Linked DNA regions of Macaca mulatta: region 1 is linked to region 2. The links are chromatin contacts, called in public Hi-C maps. All regions are on one chromosome and are shown on one strand. Each heading gives the region's core, a stretch centred on a gene start, on an enhancer-like site or on the middle of the called end of the contact. The rest is flanking DNA. Distances are from core to core; before and after follow the strand shown.

Region 1 (6,991 bases), core at 2,722-5,221, 110 kb after region 2:
GGAGCTCACAACCTAGATCCCTCACATGTGCAGTTCACAATAGGGTTCATGCTGCTATGAGAATCTAATGCCCCTGCTGATTTGACAGGAGGCCGAGCTCAGGCGGTGATGTGAGCAATGGGGAGAGACTGTAAATACAGATGAAGCTTTGCTCGCTAACCTGCTGTTCACCTCTGCCTATGTAGCCCGGTTCCTAACAGGCCACAGACCACAACAGGTCCACGGCCCAGGGGTTAGGGACCCATGTTTTATTTATTTATTTATTTTTGTAAATTGATGTCCCATTGCAGCACCCCTGTTTTAGAGCAATGGTTCTCAAGGTGTGGTCCTCAGACCAGTAGCATCAGCTGGGAACTTGTCAGAAAAGCAAATTCTTAGGCCCTATCCCAGAGCTACTGAATCGGAAACCGTATAACAAGCTCTCAACGTGATTCGGAAGTATATGCAGTTTAAACACTACTGTGCTAGAGCATCTACAACTCTGTATACCCAAAAAGGTATGTGGTAGGCACATAATAATATTTATCAAAAGACAAGCCTGGATCTTAAGGGTCTGCAGACACACCCCTGAGCTCCTCCCTGATGAATTTTAGTCATCCTTGGGTCTTATCCCTGCCACCCCAGGATTCCATCCTAACCTCTCCTCCGACACAGACACACAAACATATGGTTAAGCCTTCTCTGTGCTTTCAAAGCTACTTACCTTTCTTCTATCACATACACGGGTGGACTACAGACCATAGATTATGGCCATGAACTACCTGGGTTCAAATCTCCGCTCAATCACTTAGTAGTTAGGTTCCTTGGGCAAATCATTCGAACTTTCTGAGCCTCAGTTTCTTCATTTGTAATGAGGTACCTACCTCACTGTCTTGTGAAGTTAAACGAATTCTTCTAAGATTAAATGAGTTAACATATGTGAAGGCACATGGTAAGAACTATGTGTGAACTTTATGAGAGACAGAGTGTGCGCTACTATCTTACTGTACTTATCACACTACGTTGTAATAGCCTAGGCTGTAAGTGGTAGAGATGGGGAAGAGACATACTAGACTAGGACTAGTCTCTGTCTTGAGGGATAGACACTGCAAAATGTTTGATGAATGGATGGTAGCTCCTCCATGCTCTTTAAACTGCCCTACACTGCCTCACAGTGGCTGCCAACCGTAGAGATGTTCTAGATAGTAGGATAACTTGTTCTACTGAAATTAATTACTATCAACTCAAGCAACAAATTCTTCCCTATGAAAGAAGCACATGAAAGAAGATACACAAATGGTCAATAAGCACATGATGCTCAACATCGTTAGCCATTAGGGAAATGCAGATCAAAACCACAATGAGATATCATTTCACACCCACTAAATGGTTACAATCAAAGACAGACAGGCCAGGCGCAGTGGCTCACACCTGTAATCCCAGCACTTTGGGAGACTGAGGTGGGCAGATCACCTGAGGTCAGGAGTTTGAGACCAGCCTGGCCAACATGGCGAAACCCCATCTCTACTAAAAATACAAAAATTAGCTGGGCGTGGTGGCAGGCACCTGTAATCCCAGCTACTCAGGAGGCTGAGGCAGGAGAATTGCTTGAACCTGGGAGGCAGGGAGATTGCAGTGAGCTGTGATCGCACCATTGCACTCTAGCCTGGGTGACAAGAGCGAAATTCTGTCTCAAAAAAAAAAGACAAGTATAAGTGTTGATGAGATGGTAGAAAACTATGAACCTTCATACACTGCTGGTGGGAATGTAAAATGGTGCAGCCATTGTGGGGAAACAGGTTAGCTATTCTTCAAAACGTTTGTAACATAGTTGCCATAGGACGCAGCAATTCCAGCTCCTAAGTGTATATCCAAAAAAAAGGAAAAGGTACATCCACACAAAACCTTGCATATAAATGTTCATAACATCATCATTCATGATAGCCAAAAAGTGTAAGCAATTCCATCAACTGATGAATGGACACAATGGAATATTACATATACGGCCACAAAAAGGAATGAAGTACTGACATACTTTACAACATAGATGAACCATGAAAGAAGCTGGATTATACAAAGCAACTCAAATTATATGATTCCATTTACACGAAATGTCTAGAAGAGGCAAATCCATAGAGACATAAAGTGGATTTGTGGTTGAAAGGGACTGGAGGGCAGTCTAACTGGGGTTGGGGAGTGACTGCATTTCTTTTCGGGGGATGATGAAAATGTTCTGGAATTGGCTAGTTGTGATGTTTGCATAACTCTGTGAATATACTAAAAAACATTGAATTGTACACACCAAAAGGGCAAATTGTATGGCATTATATCTCAATAAAGCTAGTTTTTTTTTTTTAAGCAACTAAAACAGTAGTAAGAATGATCATTTCTAAGCACTTGCTAGTGCCACATACTATGCTGAAAAGCTTTTGTATATTCATTGTCTGGAACTTCAAAAAAGTCAAGAGTCTACAAAATATTCATAATGACCCTAGGCCTTGGGGCACATAGCAGGGGCTCAACAAATAGCTCTCTCTGCCTGATCTAGTGATTCACGAAGGGAAGTGCTGGCACGGACCAGGGTTTGTAACAAAAGCCTTGGGGAGGAGTAGCCTGGTGCTGGAGGAAGAGAGGCCTGTTAAACCCGAAACTAAACTGGAGGGAAACTGGAGAGCGGTGCTGTGATCCTGAGGCAGAGCTGAGAGAAGGAGTTCTGGGCCTGGTGTAGGGCCTGGTGCAAGGCGGAGTGACGGTCCTGGACCACCTCCCGCCCAGGAGAGGTGTTGTGTTGTGTTTTGTTTTGCGATGGGATCTCTGTCTGTCTCCCAGGCTGGAGTGCAGTGGCACGACCATAGCTCACTGCAGCCCCAAACTCCTGGGCTCAAGCGATCCTCCCGCCTCGGCCTCCCAAAGTGCTGGGACTACAGGCTTGAGCCACCACGCCCAGCCCCAAGAGAGGTTTTTTTGTATGGCCGGAAAGGAAGGGCAATGGTAGCTGCGCGCACAGACTTCTGGAGTTGGATTAAACAATCTGACTCCATTGTTTCAATACGCTTCGTAGCCTCAGTTGCTTGTTACCTTACTGATAAAATGAGGGTAGTGATAGTACCTACCTCACAAGACTGCTGTACAATTAAATGAGTACACTACAATATGGAAAGTACTTACAATTACATCTACACATTGTTAACAGCTCATTGTATGTTTGCGGCCACTAGCCTCTTCGTCATCATCGTTTTGTGTGAGAAGCACCATCTGACTAGATTCCCAAGGGAGCGGAGGGAAGGAACAGGAAAGGGAGAAGAGAGGCAGGCACGAACACCCACTCTTGGGGTTCCAGTTGTGCAACGCGGCCCCCACTCACACTGATTATTTTACACTGATTTTGCGTGTGTCCACGCGCTGGAGGAAAAGGAGGGCGTGGTCTGCCCCAACCCCTCTGCTCATGGTCTTCCAAGGGTCCAGTCCCAGGCAGGCGGCCTAGGACACATGAGGGCCGGGAGGCTCACCCGCGGCGGAGGGTCTGGGGTCCGGGAGAATTTGGGCAGCGGAAGAAGGGAGGAGCGCGGATGCACGGGGCGGAGCTAGGGGAGGTCCGGCAGGAGGGAAAGGCCTGTCGGGAGAGAGGGACGCGCATCCGCGGAGGCCGCGCCGGGCGCCAAGGGCGCGGTACCTGGAGTCGAACTTCTGGCCGTCGGGGAACGTCCCCACGTAGTGGTAGCGCACAAAGTCGCCGCTGCGCACGGTGCGCGGGCACTCGTCAGGCACGAAGCGCCGCTCGATCTGCAGCTCCGCGTCGGAGCCCAGGCCAGCCACGGGCGCTGCCTGCCCGGTCACCCAGAGCAGCAGCAGGAGCAGCGGTGGCGGCGGGGGCCTCCAGCCCCGGAACGCCATCGGGGCGGCGAGGAGAGTAGCGCGGACGCAGTGCGGAGCTCGGGCGGCACGGGTAGGCCTGGGCGTGCGGCTGCGTTTGCAAACGTGGAACGGTCTCCCGGCCCTCCCCGGGCTGCAGCCACCACCCCCTCTCCCCTGCCGCCCGCCCCCCGGCCACAGCTCGAGGGGAGGAGCCCAGCCTGGCCGCGCGCCGAGGGCGGGCCTGCTGCGCCCTGCTCCGCCCGGCCTTGGGAATGTGCGCGCCGCGGCGGGGAGGGGGGCTGGGAACTCCAAATGGGGACCCAGTTTGGGCCTGGGGAGGGCGTGTCCCCGAGCGAGACACTGTGATCTCCAGACAAGGCTTTGGCCCAAAGTCGGAAGAGAAAAGCGCGTACTGCCCAAACCCACCCGCTGGTCTCCGCCCATCCCTGGAGACACCGGGTTTGGTGCCATGAGGGGCTCCTACGTGGCGGTGGATCCAATTTCCCCTTGCTGCTTTGGAGAGGGAGGGAAAATTAGATTTTTTTTTTTAACTTAGTTACAAAGGTATGGTATCTACCTTGAAAGAGACTGAAACCATCCTTGGGGATTTTTTTTTCTTCCTACTTAAAAGAAAAGGGAGGCCGGGCGCGATGGCTCACGCCTGTAATCCCAACGCTTTGGGAGGCCGAGGCAGGCGGATCACGAGGTCAGGAGATCGAGACCATCCTGGCCAACACAATGAAACCCTGTCTCTACGAAAAATACAAAAAAATTAGCCAGGCGTGGTGGCGCGCGCCTGTACTCTCAGCTACTCGGGAGGCTGAGGCAGGATAATCCCTTGAACCTGGGAGGCGGAGGTTGCAGCGAGCCGAGCTCGCGCCCATATAGGAGCCTATGCCAGGGAGGACTTCATCATAGAGACCCAGATGCCACAGGAATTCATCAGAGTAGTCAGATGCACTTGGAATTGGTTGTTATAATTTATTAAAATTTTGAAATAATGAAAGCAAATCAACGCTTTTTCAACTTGTTGTGGAAGCAAACACAATTCTGATACCAAAACCTGGCAAAGAGAGCAACAAAAAGGAAAAATAAAACTGAAAAAACAGGGCACGATCTAATTTATAAATATAAATGCAAAAATACTGAATAAAACGTGATAAAATCGGATTCAACAGTATATTCGGCCAGGCGCAGTGGCTCACACATGTAACCCCAGCACTTTGGGAGGCCGAGGTGGTTGGATCACCTGAGGTCAGGAGTTCAAGACCAGCCTGACCAACATGGTGAAACCCTCTCTCTACTAAAAATACAAAAATTAGCAGAGTGTGGTGGCACGGCCTGTAGTCCCAGCTACCTGGGAGACTGAGGCAGAAAAATCACTGGAACCTGGGAGTTGAAGGTTGCAGTGAGCCAAGATCACACCACTAAATCATACCACTGCACTCCAGAGTGAGACTCCGCCTCAAAAAAAATAAGTAAAAAATAAAAAAACAGTATTTTAAAGGAAAAATATACCATTACGTGGACTACCTAGGTGAGCTTCTGCAAATTAACAAAATGTCAGTATTCTCTGTAAGATGAAGATAAAACAATAATTATAAGATTATTATAATCAATTAGGTTTCAGGGATCGAGTGAGAAACTACACGAACAACAAGAAAAATATTCATTGTTCATCTTAGAGCTTATTCTAGAAATAGAACACCTATTAATAAAATTATAGGACAGGGCCGGGCGTGGTGGCTCAAGCCTGTAATCCCAGCACTTTGGGAGGCCAAGATGGGTGGATCACGAGGTCAGGAGATCGAAACCATCCTGGCTAACACGGTGAAACCCCATCTCCAATAAAAATACAAAAAACTAGCCAGGTGAGGTGGCGGGCGCTTGTAGTCCCAGCTACTCAGGAGGCTGAGGCAGGAGAATGGCTTGAACCCGGGAGGTGGAGCTTGCAGTGAGCTGAGATCCGGCCACTACACTCCAGCCTGGGCGACAGAGCGAGACTCCGTCTCAAAAAAAAAAAAAAAAATTATAGGACAGAAGAAGGGGGGAAAAAGCTCTAAGATCATGTGGCCATAGACTCAAAACAGCATGAGATAAAATTCAACATCTACCTCTGATTTTAAAAACAAACAGAGGGCCTGGTGGCTCACTCCTGTAATCCTAGCACTTTAGAAGGCTGAGGCAGGAGGACTGCTTGAGCCCAGGAGTTTGAGACCAGCCTGGGCAACATGGCAAAACCCCACCTCTACAAAAAAAATACAAAAATTACTCACCCCTGTAATCCCAGCACTTTGGGAGGCCAAGGGGGCAGATTGCTTTACCTCAGGAGTTTGAGACCAGCCTGGACAACCTGGCGAAACCCGGTCTCTACTAAAAGTACAAAAATTAGCCGGGTGTGGTGTTGCATGCCTATAATCCCAGCTACTCTGGTGGCTGAGGCAGGAGAATTGCTTGAACCCCAGAGGCATAGGTTGCACTGAACCAAGATTGCACAATTGCACTCCAGCATGGGCAACAGAGCAAAACTCTATCTCAAAAAAAAAAAAAAAAGACAAAAACTTTCTGATTGTAGTCTATTAATGGCATTGATCACCAAAAAGTACTTTTGCACGTCATCTTTGTATTGTCAAACAACATCTTGATTTTGAAGTATATAATCATTGATAATAAAAATTGTTATACATTTTATTGGCATGAATTCAGACATTCAGTTCATTCACTATACATTTACTTTGGTCCAGTCTTTGCTTCACTTATGTCTCTGTGGCTTCAGGCAAGTCAGGTAACTTGTTACTTCCACCCTTGACTGTAAAACGGATTATACTTATCTTGCCTACTGACCTCTTATGGCAATTTCGGGAAATATCTTGGTGCTGAATTAGTTTCTAGGCTCAGATGCTAAACATACAATACATATTAATTGTAAAGACTTGGGATTTGAAACTTGATCACTTAAACTAGATGCCAAGAAGTCCAATCTTCATGACAACTCTGTATAAGGTCATAATCACTACTTTACAGAAAAAAAAAAAAAAAAAAAAACTGCACTCCAGCCTGGGCAACAGAGTGACACCCTGTCTCAAAAAGAAAAACAAAAACCAAACAAAAATTAACGAGATGTGGTGGTGTGTGCCTGTAGTCGCAGCTATTTGGA
Region 2 (6,911 bases), core at 3,727-6,226:
TTGACTCCCACTTGTGAGAAAAAAAAAGTTAATTTTGTTTCTGAGTTATTTCACTAAAGAAAATGATCTGCAGTTCCATCTATGTTGCTACAAAACACGATTTATTATTTTTTATGGATGATTAGTAGTCCATTTTATATATATTATACATTATATATAATAAATATATAAAATACATATTTATATATTATGTCAAATATATGTCATATATAATATGTATTATATACTATATATTATATAAATTACATATGACATAAATATTTTATATATGTTACATTTTATATTATAAATTTATATATTATATTTATATTATATATTATATATGATGTATATAATGTATAAATATTATACATACATTATGTAAATAATTTACATATAATTTATACATACACTATGTAAATAATTTATATAATTTATACATAAAAATATATATGTTATATATATCTTCATGTCCATGAGTACTCAATGTTTAGCTCCCATTTATAAGTGAGAACATGCAGCACTTGGTTTTCTGTTCCTGCATTAATTTGCTTAGAATAATGGCCTCCAGCTTCATCAATGTTGCTGTAATGACATGATTTTGTTCTTTTTTTTATGGCTGTGTAGTATTGAATCATGTCCATGTACTACATTTTCCTTATCCAGTCCATTGTTGATGGACACCTAGGTTGATTCCATGTCTTTGCTCTTGTGAATATTGCTGTGATGCATGTGTCTTTTTGGCAAAATAATTTATTTTCTTTTGAATATATACCCAGTAATGAGATTGCTGGGTTGACTTGTAGTTCTGTTTTATGTTATTTGAGAAGTGTCCAAACTGCTTTCCACAGTGGCTGAACTAATTTACATTCCCACCAATAGTGTTTAAGCATTCTCTTTTCCCCACAGCCTCACCAGCATCTGTTGTGTTTTGACTTTAAAAGCCATTCTGACTGGTGTGAAATGATATCACATTGTGGTTTTGATTTGCATTTCTCTGATGACCAGTGATGTAGAGCATTTTTTCATATGCTTTGGGCCATCTGTATGTCTTCTTTTGAAAAATGTTTGTTCTTGTCCTTCATGTCAAGGGCAGTATGGTCACTTTTTAATGGTTTTTCTTGTTGAATAGTTTGAGTTTCTTGTAGATTTTGAATAGTCACCCTTTGTCACATGCATTCTTTGCAAATCTTTTCTCCCATTCTATAGGTTGTATGTTTAGTCTGTTGATTATTTGTTTATTCATGTAGAAGCTTTCTAGCTTAATGAAGTCCCATTTGTCAACTTTTGTTTTTCGTTTTTGTTGTTTCCTTTTGAGGACTTAGTCATAAGTTCTTTGCCTAGGCCAATGTCCAAAAGAGTTTTTCCCAGGGTTTCTTCTAGGATTTTTATAGTTTCAGGTCTTACATTTAAGTCTTAAATCCCTCTCGGTTAATTTTTGTATACGGTGAGAGATGGGGGTCCAGGTTCATTCTTCTGCATATGGCTCTAAAATTATCCCAGCATAATTTATTGAATAGGGTGTCCTTTTGCCAGTGTATATTTTGTCAAATAACAGGTTTTTGTAGATATGGGGCATTATTTCTAGTTTCTCTATTTTGTTCCATTGATCTATGTGTCATGTCTATTTTTATGCCAGTACCATGCTGTTTTGTTTACTATGGCTTTGTAGTATAATTTTAAGTCAAAATGTGATACCTCCAGCTTTACTCCTTTTGTTTAGGATTGCTTTGGCTATTTGGCCCCTTTTATGGTTCCACATGAATTTTAGGATTGTTTTTTCTAATTCCATGAAGAATGATGTTGGTAGTTTGCCAGGTATTGTGTTGAATCGGCATTTGCTGAATCTGTATTCCTGAATCTGTATTTGCTGAATCTGTATTGTTAAATTTGAATTGCTTTGGGCAGTACAGTCATTTTGATGACATTAATTCTTCTAATCCTGGAGCATGGGGTATTTTTCCATTTGTTTGTGTCATCTATTCTTTCTTTCTTTTTTTCTTTCCTTCCTTCCTTCCCTTTCTTCCACTCTTTTCTTTTTTTCTTGAGACAGGGGTCTCACTTTTTTTTTTTTTTTTTTTTTTTTGAGACGCAATCTTGCTCTGTCGCCCAGGTTGGAGTGCAGTGGCATGATCTTGGCTCACTGCAAGCTCCACCTCCTGGGTTCATGCCATTCTCCTGCCTCAGCCTCCCAAGTAGCTGGGACTACAGGTGCCCGCCACCAAACCCAGCTAATTTTTTGTGTTTTTAGTAGAGACGGGGTTTCACCATGTTAGCCAGGATGGTCTCAATCTCCTGAACTTTTCACCAGGGCTGGAGTCCATAATCATAGCTCACTGCAGCCTCCAACTGCTAGGCTCCAGCAATCCTCCCACCTCAGCCTCCTGAGTAGTTGGGACTACAGGCAGGCAGTGTCAGGCCTCTGAGCCCAGGCTAAGCCATCGTATCCCCTAGGTTATATGCCAAGATGGCCCGAAGCAAGTGAAGAATCACAAAAGAAGTGAAAATGGCCTGTTCCTGTCTTAACTGATGACATTACCTTGTGAAATTCCTTCTCCTGGCTCATCCTGACTCAAAACTCCCCCACTGAGCACCCTGTGACTCCCACCCCTGCCCGACAGAGAACAACCCCCCTTTGACTGTAATTTTCCTTTACCTGCCCAAATGTTATAAAATGGCCCCACCCCATCTCCCTTCGCTGATTATCTTTTCAGGCTCAGCCCGCCTGCACTCGGGTGAAATAAACAGCCTTGTTGTTCACACAAAGCCTGTTTGGTGGTCTCTTCACATGGACAAGAGTGAAACGCAGCACCATGCCCAGCTAATTTCTTTGGTTTTGCAGAGTTTGCAGAGACAGGGTCTCACTATGTTGCCCAGACTGGTCTCAAACTTGTGGCCTCAAGCAATCCCCCAACCTCGGGCTTCCAAAGTGCTGAGATTACACGCACGAGCCACCTCACCTGGCCTGATTTCTTTCATCAGTATTTTGTAGTTCCTGCAGAGATTTGTATTAGTCTGTTTTCATGCTGCTGATAAAGACATACCCTAGAGTAGGCAATTTACAAAGAAAGAGGTTTAATTGGACTTCCAGTTCCACGTGGCTGGGGAAGCCTCACAATCATAGCAGAAGGCAAGGAGGAGCAAGTCCCATCTTACATGGATGGCAGCAGGCAAAGAGAGAATGAGGAAGATGCAAAAGCGGAAACCCCTGATAAAACCATCAGAGCTTGTGAGACTTAGTCACTACCACGAGAACAGTATATAAGAAAACACCCCAATGATTCAATTATCTCCCATCAGGTCCATCCCATGGGATTTATGGAAGTACAATTCAAAATGAGATTTGGGTGGGGACACAGAGTCAAACCATATCAAGATCTTTCATCTCTTTCAATAAGAGTAATTAATATGTTAATTCACATAGAAGCTGAAATGGCCTCCAAACATGGCCTCCAACCCTCTTAGATTCAGAAAGACAAGGTTTACACTTACAAAAACATATGGACCCCCTTTCCTCCTGGAAATTTACTACCAGGGTTTGTAGTCTAATAGACTTTACTCCTACAGCTTTAACATCTCATATATATGATAATCAGACCTATGATATAGTATAACTAGTTAAAATATACATCACATTTCAGAGTACCCACATTCTTCCCATGTGCAGTTGATGGGCCGTATTACAAAAACAAAATTTGGAACTCCATTTCTGTTTTAGATTGTACACAGCTTCAAGACGAATGTTATTGTCTACAAAATGTTTAAAATCCTGAAATTATAGAAACATGGCTTTAGTCTCTACCCATTCAAAATAATATGTAATATATGGAAAAAAAAAAGATGTTTTTGTTGAGGAAGAAAGATAAATGAGGCTGTGACCATCTTAGGCCTCACAATCAGACAACATTTAAGTCATATTGCTATTTGGTGCAAAACCGGATTCATAAAAAATTACTCTGGAGACAAAATGACACAGTAATATGGATATTGATAATCAAATATTACAGTATTAAAACTCAGTCTTCCTCAGGTTATACTCCCAGCTAACTTACTTTGGGACACGTTCTCGGTCTATACTGAGTCTATGTTCCCAGGCTTAAGTCCTCAAACTTGGCCGATAATAAAACTAACAATGATTTCTTTAAGTTTTAGTGCCTGTTATTTCACCTTTCGGTCGACAAATTGTTTTTCTCATGTTCCTCTGTCTTACATCAATGTAATTTGTAGACCAGCCAAATAATCTAAAAGGCTAGAAGGAAACAATTTTTCCTCTCCTACAACTATTTCCTCTCGTCCTCCGGCTGAAAGTTGTTCCACGTCCCGGGAAGAGGGGGCCCCACCAGGCAGCACCACCAGCTCCACAGAGTTGGAGCGATTTCCCCAAGAAGCTCCGCTGCGCCCCTCGTCACCCCCAGAGACTAGCAGAGGAAATGGCATCTATCCCTTGGAAGACACTAGGCAGGAGAGAACAACTGCAAGCCCTTCTGCTCACACAGAGGAGGAAAGGATTTCGGAGGCGGCGAATGGGATGTAGCAGAAACCCGACGGCCGCGGCGGAAGGGACACCTACCCTCCCCGGCCTAATTCTGAGCCGTCTTCGCCCGGTTGTCATAGCACTTACAACGGACGCCACTGCGCAGGTCACACCGTGCCGCACCGCCTTCTGGGGGCCGGAGTCCAGAGGGGCTGAGGCGCAAAGGTGGCGACCGACTTCTGAGTGGGCCGCGGTTGGAATTAGATTTCTATTGGGGCGGGGCTCGAGTGAACCACGGCCTAATCCTCATTAGCAGAGAAGGATAATTACTGCAATACTCTGCCCTGCCCTGGCAGCAGCTCCTGAGACCCTGAGTCTGCGGAAGGCCCGCCCCCAGCCTGGGCTCCGGGCACAAGCCACGCCCCTCCCGCCGCGTCCCCGCCTCTCCCATCGATGGCGTGTGGGTGGGGCTTCGTGGGGGCGGAGCTGCGCGGGGCGGGGTGTCGCGGGCTCGTCCCTGGTGCTCTGGGATCCCGCGCTTCTGAGACTCGCAGTCTCCGCGAGTTGCCTGTTTTTTTCCTGCTGGGACGCGCATGAGGGCCCCGTCCATGGACCGCGCGGCCGTGGCGAGGGTGGGCGCGGTAGCGAGCGCCAGCGTGTGCGCCCTGGTGGCGGGGGTGGTGCTGGCTCAGTACATATTCACCTTGAAGAGGAAGACGGGGCGGAAGACCAAGATCATCGAGATGGTGAGTGTGGAGGCTCGGCGCGCCCAGAGCACGCGAGGGACCGGCTGGGCCGTCAGCTGGCCTTGGCCGCTGCTCGGTCGCGACCGGGAGCTGCCGGCGTCGCCTGTCAGGCTGGGATCTCGCTAGCTCGGGACGAGCAGCTTGGAGGACGCGGCTGCCCCGCGTGCGGCCACTCCTCGGGCTTGGTGACCAGGGTTGCGGCTGCGGCCCTCGGCTGCCTGTGGTCTTTGTTAGGTTTCCATTTGAAGGAGCAAGGCAGAAAATAGATGAATCGGACACAGGCTACCTTGTGCTGCAAAACCCGTTTCTCTAGAGATAAGCTGCATGTCCTGGGCAGGCCGCTCCTTCTCTCCCTGCCTTGCTCCCGCCCTCCTCCCGGATCCGCGTCAAACCGTTGCCGCTCATCTAGTTACAATTCCCGCAGAGGACTAGTTGTTTTATGTTGGGACTGCCATGAGTTAGATTATGAAAATGTGCAATATCTAAAATTTTACAAGAATGACAATCCAGAAGAAATTCAGGATAGTTTATTTTGTGTTTGAATGTATTCCTTCTTGTCTCAAAACTCCCACGAAATATATTTTTGTTCATCTTAACTCCCAAAGCTCTTGTATAAATTTTCGAATTTAATTTTTTATCGAAGAGGGTGTGTCAATAATTACATTTGAGATACATTATAAGTAATTCGTTTCAAAAATAAGGATATTTAGTTTCGTTTTGTATTTTAATTAGATCCCACTCAGGAAGACAATTCTTGCACAAACTTGGATTCTTATGTATTTTCTGAAATGCATAATCCTGGGTATACGCCTGACCGTGTGCTATACATGTGAACATTTAGGATCAGATGAACATCTAGGGTCAGATGACAGAGAAAAATTTTAAATCTACTACACTAAATAATATCATTTTAGGTTGTAATACTTGGAATTTCTCAGCACCTGCAATATGTTCAAACTGATGAAAGACACGATTTGTCCTGTAGGTTGTATTGACCCCAGGTTGAATACAGCCAGATTTGCATAATTAAAAGTAGCCAGTGTCCCAGCTATTTGGGAGGCTGAAAGGAGGATCACTTGAGTCTGGGAGTTCAAGGTTGTAATCACACCTGTGAATAGCTAGCTGCTGCACTCCAGCCTGGGAAACATAGCGAGACCCTCTTTGAAAAAAAAAAAAAAAGTTCCCACTTGTCTCATATTACAATAATATTCCACAATTTTGAATTAATTTATTCTTAAAGGGTCTTAATCATTCTAAAGGCTTATGAAAATTCGTTTCTCCCACTTCTATAGGCCCACAGCAGCAAATGGTTTTATCTCAGAAGTTTCATTTTGCTCTTGTTGCTTTCCTGCTCAGAAAACTTGGCTTGCTTTTGCCCACAACCCAAGGTTAATAATGCCTGTGTAGGGGAAAAAACCGGGTTGCCATATCTCCCTGTCTGTGCTTAAACTGTAGATTGGTCTGTTATACCGCTTCTCTAAGCCAAGTAAGGTTAAAAATCAATGTTTTCACAAAATCCTTCAATGATACCATCATAGGAACAGTTTGCTATCTTTGTGACAAATAATGAAGACCTATCAAGAATACCAACTTATTTGTACTAAAGAAATCAGTCATTATTTACATGTATGCATAGTGTATCGATTCAGATTGTAATATATGTGTAGCCTGCTAGTAGCTTTTCAATGGAAAAAGTGAAAACAGCTCATGTT

What was found. A called contact is a pair of places that touch in the nucleus more often than the background predicts.
Region 1: a contact with region 2 is called in a Hi-C map of liver, with 2.7 times the contacts expected there. The contact joins the promoter of FKBP9 here to the promoter of NT5C3A in region 2. A contact is called at or near these places in 4 of 14 Hi-C or Micro-C datasets (blood, fetal cortex germinal zone, fibroblasts and 1 more).

What each region holds. Positions count from the first base shown.
Region 1 is chr3:95,370,210-95,377,200 of T2T-MMU8v2.0, forward strand. FKBP9 (FKBP prolyl isomerase 9) reads right to left here and starts at 3,972. Exons shown (of 10, transcript XM_015133750.3): 1 at 3,653-3,972. The coding sequence starts at 3,873.
Region 2 is chr3:95,261,151-95,268,061 of T2T-MMU8v2.0, forward strand. It overlaps NT5C3A (5'-nucleotidase, cytosolic IIIA), which reads left to right and starts at 4,977. Exons shown (of 9, transcript NM_001261493.1): 1 at 4,977-5,199. The coding sequence starts at 5,047.